Regions from separate parts of the Mus musculus genome. Here regions 1, 2 and 3 are each linked to region 4. Evidence: chromatin contacts called from public Hi-C and promoter capture Hi-C data. All regions are on one chromosome and are shown on one strand. The core of a region is the stretch at or near the end of the contact, and the rest is flanking DNA. Distances in the headings are between cores, read along the strand shown.

Region 1 (2,700 bases), core at 98-2,597, 3.8 Mb before region 4:
TTAGATAACACAGGTCTTTATTATTATCAGCTACAACACCCAGGATGATTGGGAGAGGGAAGTGGTGGGCAGGGTATTAAGGGCATCTTGGAAATAGATCCCAAACACTGGCCTTTATAAGGCATTGTGAGGTTAACCATCAGTTTAAGGTTCAATTAATTTAGCATCCATCCTAAGACAAATTTAACATTTGCTGTTATCCTGCTGCAAGTCTGTTCCGATTCTTACCAAAAGTTCGCAGAGGAATCTGCAGATATGAAGCTTGCCGGGCGGTATATGGTCACAAAAATTCCTATTCTTCCCTCGGCTTTTTACAAAGGAGGTACGCGTTCATAAACAGCAAAATACTTTACAAAAGAGGAGGTGCATCCCTGGCAATTACTGTCTTTAGACCACTGGCAATATCTGGGCAAATCTTAAAATACGTTTGCTCCAAGGAAGAGGGAAAAAAAAAACTTTAATCTACAATAAGGAATATATTAAAGTGCTGGCAAGGGAGGGGGGTAGCGGGGGTGTCACGAGAAGTGTTTCCAGGAAGCTTGTTTTGAGGATTCAAAACAACAACCACAAAAATACGCGGTCAGAGGGAGGGAAAGAAAAAAAAAGCTTCGATAAAAGCTGGGTGGGAAATAAAACTTGGGTCCACCGTGTTCTCTCTGCTCCAGTGCTTACGCGGTAGGGCAAAAAGCCTTTCTGGTCGACTTCACCAAAATGCGCACTTCATCACAAGAGGCCCGGGCCTCCCACTCTAGTCCTTCAACCCCAAATGCTGCGTGAAAGCTCTGAGAAAGGAGAGGGGTGCAAGAGGAGGGGATGGGGGGGGCGGCAGCTGCCCCCTCGCTTTCTTTGCAGTTGGGGTTTTGCACAGTTGCGGTTGTTCCCAGTTCTTCCTACGTGTGCGCACTGGAGAGTGAGGAGCTTCAGCCCGCTCTCCCCGGGGGGGAAAGGGACTAGGGAAGGAGAGCAGAGGGAGGAGGCAGGGGCGCCGATGCCCCGCCGGGCCCTCCCACAGTGGCGCTCCGGGTGCGCAGGGCCCGCGCATCCCGCCACCCCTCTCCTCTTCTCTCTGCTCTCCTCCGGGCGCCGCCTGGCCGGCGGGGGTGCAGCCCACACTCCTGCGGGGGCGCCTGGGTGCTGCGCACCAGCCTGAGAGCCGGGATCCCCGAGCCACTCACCGCAGCAGCAGGAGCCCAGCAACAGCGCCGCCGCCAAGGGCCACATCTCCGCGCCGCCGGGGGGTCGCCGCCGCAGGTGTCTGGAGCAGCCGCCGCCTCCGCTGCTGCCTTCAAGGGAAACGACCGACCAGCAGCGCCGCAGCAGTGACAGGCAGGAGCGGCCGCCCAGGCTGCCCGGGGGTGCGCGCGCGCGCGTGCTCGCCGCCCCGCGCACGCGCACTCCGCCCCGCCTGGCCGCCTCTGCTCGTTGACGTGACGCCAGCCTCACACCCAGCCCTGGGCAGGCTCCGGCGGAGAGCGCCAAGAATCAGCCTGTCCCCGGGGCTGCGCGGGTTGCACTCTCTGCTCACGGCCCCCGTCCCTCCAGCCAGCTCTCTTCCGGCTTCGTGTCCTGGGCCGGCCTGAAAGACGGGAGCATGGGACACACACGCTCACCGGAACTCACGGCACGCGTCCCTGCGCAGCCCCGCTGCTCTCTACTCCCTCTGGCCAAGCTCGCCCTGGACCTCGGAGCCGCCCAACCTCAGTCCAACTCCTCCTCCCTGCTCTCCCGGTGTAGGCGCTGCTTCTGCTTTCACCATCTTCCCTCCCAAGGCGCGCAGCCCTGGAGCCGCAGGGCTGGGCGGAGAGAGGGCGCTGTGACCAGGTCCTGGCCCCCGAGGAACTCCTTCCCTCTGGCTCCCCCTGGCCCTGATCTCTCCCCGGTCTGACTTGTTCCAGAAGTGGACCTCCTTATCTGTTTTTCTTTCTTTGTTGGCTAATGTTTTCATCCCCCAAGCAGGGTTGGGCAATCAAGTTCCATGCATAATGAGCAGTTTAAAACCACGAAGGAGAAAGGGTGACAGACACAAGGATTGTGGCAGACAGGCCCCGTGTGAGTAAACAGATCCTTGACGCTATCGGCAATATTGGGAAACTGGCTTATGTCTGCATCCTTGTGTAGACCTCTGACCTGTTTGAGTTCAGTTCTTGAATAGGTTTAAAAGTGTAGCTCTAAGCCACTCTCTTCACCCTGAGGCAAAGGTCCTTTGACTAAAAGGACTTGATCTCTGTAATAATGGGTGCCCATTCTGGGTGATATTCTCTGAGCTGAGCTAAAAGACTATCACACTATTTATTGCACTTCTTAAAGTCTTCTACCCCATTTCCTTCTCAATAGCCAGTGTAGCAGCAATCCAATTCAGGATAAAACTTGCCACTGTCTATGATGCTGTGACAGTGTCCTTATTTCATGATTATTTTCCTAAGGAAATAACCACTCCCTCCCAGATAGGGTACCAACAACAAACTAAAGTAGGATTCCACCGAAGTCAGTCTTGGACCAAAAGGTTTCTTGAGCTTGCTATAAGTTACTTCCCACCCAGCAGCGCAGAAGATCTGAAAGCAACCACACCTAAAAATTTCACCGCAGCATGAATTCCCCGTTCTTTTGATACCCTTCTATAGTCGGCATACTCTAGCACCTACTTAGGGGTGTCTGAGAGGTGCAAGAGGAAGTAGCTAGAATCTCAAGTAAGGGTTCAAT
Region 2 (2,708 bases), core at 121-2,620, 4.4 Mb before region 4:
AAAGTCCAAAACCCAAAACCAGAACAGAAAGGTTTTCTTACTCGGTTTACTTTTAAAATTTAGGCTATCAGTTAGACTATAAAAATCATACTATTTAATCTTCAAAACTGTTTGTATTTAAGATTCTTGAAAATTTTGGATCCTGGTCAGAAGGAACTCCAGGAAAACATCTGGGACCTAGAATAGTCCCAGTGAGTTGTAGATGCTGAATAACCATTTAATGAAGGCAATCTTGGGAAAGCTTATTTTAATCTTTAAATAAAAACTAAAATCAACTCTAAGAATGAAGGAGACTAAAAGAACTCATATGCTCAAAAGATTGCTCAACTAGTTAAAAACTTGTGTGTGCATTTTATTCTGTTTTAATTCCTAGGTTCGGTTCTTTCTAAGTATCCCTTTGACTTGTTTATATCAAACTGTTAACAAGATCTGCCAAAGATACAGCATAGTAAAAATATCATTAAAACTAGATCTCGCTTTCATTGTCTCTAGAAATCACCCACCATAGAGTAGTCATATACAGCGGGAAATACATAAAACAAAGGATGTGTGTGCGTGTGCGTGTGCGCGCGCGCGCGCGCGCGTGTGTGTGTGTGTGTGTGTGTATTATAAATCTTGGCTATATTGAACCAAGAGGTCTATTTCTAAGGCAGACTGTCGATTGTCATTTTCCCACAAGGTGTGTAATTTCAGCACACCTTGTGTACCCATACAGGTGATTGCCCTCTGACTTTCAAGTGCACATTCGGCTACTTTAGCATAAGGTTTATCTTTGTTTCTGCCTGTTGTATTGATTTTTTTTCTTACTTTCTGAATTTGCTTGCTAACGAGGCAGTCACAATCTCAAAGCATTCTAGTCTTGATAAACTTATCTCGCACTATTTTGGCCTATGTGATGGCTAACCCATTGACAAAAGAAATCTAAGCTGATAAAAGCCTTTCTCGGCCACTTGTTAGCAGGCCGGGCTGTAAAATCATAACACAATGCTCGCCTCTTTCATGGGGCACCACAAGGCAGCGATCAAACCCATCCCTCCTCACTTCCATATCCAGTGGAGTTGTAGTTTATTACCATAACCCTCCCAAGTCAAAAGGACACCAGTTTCAAGCCTGGCAACTTGGTATAGAGAGGGCTTCCTTCCTGACCCCTACTCTGCTGGGCCTCACTACCTGTCTTCGCCCACTGTCTACAGGTCCCGAACATTAGAAAATAGAAAATGTGATGATCTTTGTGTGTCTCTGTGAAATGTGTGTATGTGTGCGTGTGTTTGGGTGTAACGCGCCTCCTGTTTGGCTGCGCCGCCCGTCCGTCACGGCGCGGGCCAATGGCAGGCTGCCTTATATAAAATGAGTGTTTTCAGTCTCTCCGGGTTGCATGTACTGTATGTGGAGCAGTGTACAGTGGAGCGGAGGCAGCGCGGCTCCGCAAGCTCCTCTCCACTTTCCCATAGAGAGCCCCTGACTGGCCGCTGAGGGCGAGCCACACACACGCCCTCGCGCCGCGGCGAGCCCGCGAGGTAGGCGCCCGCCATCCGCAGCCTTCGCAGGCGCTCTCCCGCACTTTCTGTTTTCCTACTCACTTGCGAGCCGCCGGGGCTGCAGCCCGAGGACTCCGCGGCAGGAGCGGCGGCAGCGGCGGCGGCAGCCGGTAGGGTGGACTTGAGGAAGGCGAGGGGAACCCGCGCGTCCGGAGCCCGAGCCGCCACCGGCCGGCGCCTCGCGGGCCACTTTCCCCTCAGCCAAAACTTTGGGTGGCGAGAGGTCGGGCCGAGGGTCGCGGCGGCCGCGCCGGCGGGCCCGGGCCGGGGGGCGCGCGGCGCTGCCCGGCGAGCGCGAGCTGGGGGCCGGGCTGGGGAGGAGTAGGCCAGCCGGTGCCAGGCTGCGTTTGCAGGCAGCACCTCTCGGCGCCCGGGCAGCGCCGCCCGAGGGGGCACGGAGCCGGGGCGCGGGGTTGAGCCGCCCGAGGAAAACAACAACGGAGCGGTCCCCTCACGCCGGCGGGCGGCTCGTGGCCGCCCCGGGAGCCCCAAACTTCAAGGAGGCGAAAGTACGTGGAGGAGCCCCGGGCAGGGCTCGGCTGCCGGGGGAGGTGGGGCCTGAGGAGCCCGGGGCAGGGGTGGAAGGTACGGGAAGGCTGCCCTCGGTGGGTCGGGGCTACATTTGGTGTGTGTGCGACGGTGACCGGGACCGGCAGCCCGGTTGCTCGTTCATCTGCAGAGTTAGGATTTGGGTGTTCCGGCCCCGAGATCGGTGTCCCCCTCACCCCCCACCCCCAGCCAAATGCGCGGCGAGTGGAGAAAGTGCTGTTCCAGTGCCAGAGTAGCCTGGAGGAAGAACAGGGGAGAGGGGAAGAAGGCGAAGAAGGCGAGAGAGGGAGAGGAGGGGAGGGGAGGGAAAGGGGAGAGGGAGGGGAAGAGAGAGAGAGAGAGAGAGAGAGAGAGAGAGAGAGAGAGAGAGAGAGAGAGAGAGAGAGAGAGAGAAACGGGAGGGAAGAGAGGAGGGGGGAGAGGACGAGGGAGGCTGTGTCAGGATTTTGCTTGAATGTGGGATTATGTTGTGTCAATAAGTTTAAGGTGGAGAGAGCGAGGCTGGGGGTGGTGGCGGTGGAGGGGAGGAGGAAGGCCTTGGCTGGTTAAAGACTCATTCTGAAGGTAAGTTATGGCATTGCACGGTCGCGATGACAGAAAACTTGCAGATCCTTTATCCGG
Region 3 (2,700 bases), core at 15-2,514, 3.1 Mb after region 4:
TCATCAGATTACCGAGCTAGGTAGCGTAGCTGTACGCCATATTGTGTTTTTCGCTAATGTTTATAGTCTGTGTGTGTGCCTAGCATATGCTTGTGCAAGTGTGTTTATCAATACAACTTTTACGAAATCCCTGCCTCCTGCCTCTTCTGCATCCTTAGGAAGGGGAGGGGCTGAAGGGGGACACTGAGAGCCCCCCACACAGGGAAAAGCATTAAAACAATTAGAGGACCACATTTGAATGAACTTCAAAACCATACTCCTGTATTTGGGGATGGGGTAGGTTTTGTTATTTTGTTTTGTTTTGTTTTATGTCTCAAGGTATGAGAGAGCGTTAACTTTTTTTTTTTTTTTTAATGTTTCGGAAGGGGCCCAAAGGCTAAAGAGAGGAGGACAGGGTTCAATCCTTGCCAAGCCCCCCTGTCTACGGGTGAGAGCAAGGCAGGCTGGGCTACGCGCCCAAGCCCGGGTTCTCCGAAGCCAGTTCTCTGCGCGGGAGGAAAGCGACTGGGAGGGCGGAGGGAGGGAGAGGAGAGGGGCGGGAGCCGGCGCCGCCAACAGCTCCGGAGCCCCGGCCGGTGCCCCTCAGCTCCTCTTCTGGGAAGCCGCGACTCCAGAAGCGGGGAGGAGAGACTAGACGCAGTGGCAACGACCGGACGCCCCGCCCGGGCCAGCGGCGGACCCTCCCCGCAGGGTCGCGCGAGGCCGCCGGGCGGGCGCGAGGAGGGGCGGCGGGAGGGCGCGCGGGGCGGGGCGGGGCAGAAGCCCCGGGCTGCGGCTCGGAACTCGCGCCACGGCCCCACCCCGCCCCCTCCTCGGCGGCCCGTCACCCCCGACTCCCCGCGACTCGTAGACGCCCGGCCGCGCTCCGCACGCACACACCCCTCCCTCCCGCCCGCCCCACAACAAATTAGAGTTTTTGGCGTTACCTCCTCGCGCTCTTTAATCTTCTTTCCTCAACTCCTAAACTTCCCCCCGCCCCTACTTCTTCGGCAGAAGGCCCACATTGGGCGCCCGAAGCCGCGAACCTCTACCTTGTCCTACTATTGGGCGGCTCGCATGCCACTCGCTGCTTCAGCTGACCAATAGCGTTTGGACAGCCCTCGTGAGGTTGCCGCCCATAAACAAAATGCACTCTTCCTCCTCCCCTCCGCGGCTCCTCCCCTAACTGCCCCTTCTCTCATCTCTGTCATCTTTGATTGGCCTAGGAGACACCCAATCCGCTATCTCAAGCATCAACTGGTGAGCGGAAACTTCACTCAGAGCAGTTTTAACAGTCTATTGGTCAATGTTCTCAACTCTTCCCGCCCACCAGCGCCCTGTGTAGAGAGGCCAGCTGTCTCTGGTTATTCAGTGATCCAAGAGCTGGGAAACTATTGGTCGACAGAGGCCGTCAGACCGGACTGTAGTGATCGGTGATTGGTCAGTATAGGCACGATCAAGTTTGGTTGTTTACTCCTCCACTTCCCCACCCTCCTTTTCATCCACGTCCCCGCCCCCTCCTGACTGCTTTTACTTTCTACGCATTTCTATTTCCTCCTTTATTTATTTATTTGTGATAAACTTAAATGACCCGAGGATAGAGGCGGGACTCCAAGAGGGGCTAGAGGATGACGGGCGGCGGCCCGGGGCCAATTGTCGCGGGGACTGCGGGGTGAGGGGCAGCGGCGGCGGCCAGTGAGAAGCAGGTGTCTGCCGCGCGCCGCCTATGGAGCCGGGATGCCCCAGCGGAGGCGGCGGTTACCCGCTGTCTGGCTCGCCCAGAGGGGGAGGGGAGGGAAGGGGTTCAGTGCAGGGAGGAGGGGTGTCGTGGTCACGGGCAGTGGATGTCCTAGCGAGCAGGATCCTGGCGGTGGGAGGGACCGCTGGGCGGGAGGCGACCTGAGGCCCAGGGAGACAGAGAGGCGGGAGCAGTTTTAGGACTCCCAGGGAATGTGTTTCTACAGAAAAATACCGTGTAAAACCGTCTGCAGAGAGCCGCCCTTAATATCAATGAGGATTTATTATCCTACCGGAAAAAGCAGATTATGTTTCTTATTACTAAACGCCTGAAGTACTGACGACCCAACTGAAGCCCACAAAATTCAATATCCTGGGAGCTAGAAGGAATAAAGCAACACGGAAAATTAAATGCAGTTCAGATGCTTCAATAAAACCTTCATCTTCATCCATTTGTCACTCAGCATAGTACTCCCCAGAGCCAAATTCTAACAAATACTGGTCAGGCAAGGGCGGGGTGGAGGAGGAAGGGGGTGAGGCCTGAGGCCAGCAGGAAGCCAAGGATAGATTCCTGAAAAGAATTCCTTAAAAGGACTAAGATGGAAAAAAGAATGGCTTTTCACTCTACAAAGAAAAAGAATTCCTGCCAAAATAAGAACTAATACTTTTTAAGGAGCTTAATTTGTCACGAAAGGGATTTGTCAGAAACACCAACCATACAAAGAAACTGTATTTGTAGTATTGGTTATTAATACAGAAAATAATCTTATAGATTATAGACTTGAAAAATAGATTCTGGTAGACTTGAAGTAAGTTTAAGCCTGGATTTCACGTAGGTTTCCTTGACACACACTAAATACTTTGAACACCAAATGTTTGCTTTGACTAAGTAGAAGTCTGGCAGACCATAAGCAAAACAAAATTAGCCCTGACTTAAAAAAAAAAAATAGCACAAGGCCTTGACTTCATTAGTACATTAGGGCC
Region 4 (2,700 bases), core at 32-2,531:
ACAGGTAGCCTGGGATACAGGGGTAAAATGGAGGTCATCTGGTGATTAAACGACAGCTGCCCTAGGGTTTTATACATAAACTCCAGGAGTTTTAAGAGTTCTGGCCACTGTTCTCTTTTCCCCTAAGGCCCTCCTGAGTCTCTAGGGTCCTTCTTGCTATAAAAGGCTACCTTAATTTAAAATTTTTTAAATAAAATTATCTGTTTGCCAAAATAGTATTTTTTTATTATTTATTTTATTTTATTTTTATTTTTTGCAAAGTATGCAGGTCAGATCTTGGAGGTGGCTCAGTGAGTAAAGGTGCTTACTGCCAAACTTGACGATCTGAGCCCCGGGGACGGTCTCAAGGAAGGAGAGAACTGGAGTAATCTGTCCTCTGAACTGCACACATGCATGTTCTCACAGAAAAACGCATACAAGAAATATATAAATCTAACTACAAATTTTAACTAACAATATCGGATTATAAAACTCTGTACTACATTTGAATACTATTTGAAGTGGGAACAGTTCAGGAAGCAGAGAAGTGGGTCTGTGTTCTACAGACCGAGTTAGGGAACCTCATTTCAAAATGAACTTTGCACAGACTGCCACCACGTGACCTGCCTCAGGCTGTTTCATCCATTCGAGGAAGTGTATCAGCAACTCTGAGTCTTGTGGTAATGCTGTGAGGAGCAGGTGAGACAAATAATTCAAAAGGTTTCAAACAACAGCAACAGGAACCCAAAGCACCATTATCTCCTCCTCTGTGAAACGGAAATAATGGCACTGGCCAGTTTCAGCGGACTGTGCAGGAGAACTGTCAGTTTGCATTGTTTCAAACACAAACCTGCTTTGATGCTGCCATCTAAATAGGAGCCGCAGCAGCACCTTTCTCTGGCCTCTCTAGCTCTCCTGTTTCTGCTGCTACGGTGGTTTGAAAAAAAAAAAAAAAAAAAGTAGCGCGTTTCTGGGTAATTTTCACCGCAGTGAGAGTAAGGCCGAGGGAGAGAGGAGAAACCTTTGAGGTCGCGTCAGAGATCTACAAGAAAAAGATCAATCTGAGGACAGCCGGCCACGGTGCACATCTCCCCTTCCGGAGCAGCAGGCCGCAGCCCGACCTGTCCACTCGCTACCCCGCTGGAGTGGAGAGGGGAGGAGCTAAGAAGCAGGGGAGGCGTGGGAGCGCGATGTAGGGGCGGGCCCTCAGAGCGTTGTCCAATCAGAGAGAATCCCGCCAACGACCAATCACAGCTCGCCTAGTCTGGCAAATCTGCCCGGCAGTGCGGGGCGGGGCCGCCAGAGTCCCGGGGCTGCCGGTTACTCTTCTGAGAGCCCTTCAGAAAAGCACAGGGCAGTGGGCAGAGAAGCCAGGGGGCGGGGGTGCAGGCAGGCCCAGCCTGTGTACCAGCCCGGGGAAACCCACGGAAGCACCCATGAACAAGAGATGGTGCAACCCGGGTGCGCACGTGTGTGCAGCCCGCTGGCACGTCTCTATGCCCTGTGGGCACCTGTCGTGTGAGTAGCTCCGGGTGTGGCTGTTCCTGGATGTTGTGGGTTTCAGGAAGGTTTGTATCTTCGGGCCTGCCTCCCCCGTCTCCAGAGGGGAACTAAGAAGTTTAACTGACCAGGGACTGAGGAGATTAAAGGAGTGGATCTCAGTGGCAAGGCGAAGAGGGTGGGGACTGCGGGAGCAGCAGGCAGGGGAGCACCTATTTGACCCATCTCCCAGCTAGAAAAGGATCTTGAAAAGACTGGCGTGACCCATGTGCTCTGAAATGTTTAGAGAGCCCCGAGCGGTGATGACCACAGAGTGAGTGGCACTAGACTGAGCCTGTCTAAATCGTGGACGACAGGGATGCTTGCATTTAGAAAGGCCAGAAGGAAACTCAGGATGGGTACCATCTGCTCTCCCAATCCCAGCGGGACAAAGACAGCCTCGGAGGTCTGCAATGCCGACTGGATGGCCTCGCTCCCCGCTCACCTCCACAACGTCCCCCTTTCCAATCTGGCAATCCCAGGTATTCGTCTATAACTACTTGTTCGCACTGTGTTTAATGCTGCCATTTTAGTGTTTGCTAGTGGGTTGGTTGTTTTCTGTTGTGTTGAAAAACAATTGTCAGTGATCTCTTTTTATTTCCAAATTAAAAAAAAAAAAAAAAAACTTAACAGGAAGGTAGCTGCTGTAAAGAGAGTCAGTCAAGCCGACTGCATCACTGGCAAAAGGGACAGTTGAGAGAATGGAATCACTGCGCTGTTGTTTTGTTGTTTTTATTTTGTTTACACCATACGGCCTCAGTCTAAGAATGTTAACCATCTTGATGCAGAGGCCTGGGTATGTGAAAGGCTCGCTGACTTGAATCATTTAAGGGAAAGGGGGAGAGATCAAGAATAATGGGTAGAAAGTCCTTAACAATCTTAGCTCTGGGTCAACATTGAAGCTGAAAAGAATATTTTTCTCATTTATCTGACCTTTCTTGAAAACAAAAATCAGATAAGTGTTAGAAAATAGGTTCAGATTCTAGGCTGGGCATCAAGGCACATAGTTTTGTTGTTGGAAATGCCAGAAATAGAGGATGCAGTCTGTCCTCACAGGCAGTCATTAGGTGTGATGAAGTGACGGTGTTTGAAGCTTTGTCTATATATACACAGGTGTCTGCCTAGCTGATGTAGAACTGGAGCCTTGAGAAGCACCTCTGTTCTTGCTGCATTCCTCTGCCA

Evidence for each region. Promoter capture Hi-C pulls out the DNA fragments that hold promoters and counts their contacts. Hi-C and Micro-C count contacts between places; a contact is called where the count stands out from the background.
Region 1: a contact with region 4 is called in a Hi-C map of CD8 T cells, with 5 times the contacts expected there. The contact joins the promoter of Cd47 here to the promoter of Plcxd2 in region 4. A contact is called at or near these places in 2 of 484 Hi-C or Micro-C datasets (CD4 T cells and CD8 T cells).
Region 2: a contact with region 4 is called in a promoter capture Hi-C map of pre-B cells. The contact joins the promoter of Bbx here to the promoter of Plcxd2 in region 4. A contact is called at or near these places in 1 of 39 promoter capture datasets (pre-B cells) and 1 of 484 Hi-C or Micro-C datasets (CD4 T cells).
Region 3: a Hi-C map of CD8 T cells shows a contact between it and region 4, with 4 times the contacts expected there. The contact joins the promoter of 4932412D23Rik here to the promoter of Plcxd2 in region 4. A contact is called at or near these places in 1 of 39 promoter capture datasets (pre-B cells) and 1 of 484 Hi-C or Micro-C datasets (CD8 T cells).

The regions. Positions count from the first base shown.
Region 1 is chr16:49,854,308-49,857,007 of GRCm38.p6, reverse strand. It overlaps Cd47 (CD47 antigen (Rh-related antigen, integrin-associated signal transducer)), which reads right to left and starts at 1,347. Exons shown (of 9, transcript NM_001368415.1): 1 at 1,176-1,347. The coding sequence starts at 1,221. It also overlaps Gm4633.
Region 2 is chr16:50,431,051-50,433,758 of GRCm38.p6, reverse strand. It overlaps Bbx (bobby sox HMG box containing), which reads left to right and starts at 1,370. Exons shown (of 17, transcript NM_027444.3): 1 at 1,370-1,517.
Region 3 is chr16:42,874,151-42,876,850 of GRCm38.p6, reverse strand. 4932412D23Rik (RIKEN cDNA 4932412D23 gene) reads left to right here and starts at 1,264. Exons shown (of 4, transcript NR_040521.1): 1 at 1,264-1,419. It also overlaps a transcript of Zbtb20 not described here.
Region 4 is chr16:46,008,994-46,011,693 of GRCm38.p6, reverse strand. Plcxd2 (phosphatidylinositol-specific phospholipase C, X domain containing 2) reads left to right here and starts at 1,281. Exons shown (of 4, transcript NM_001134480.1): 1 at 1,281-2,000. The coding sequence starts at 1,838.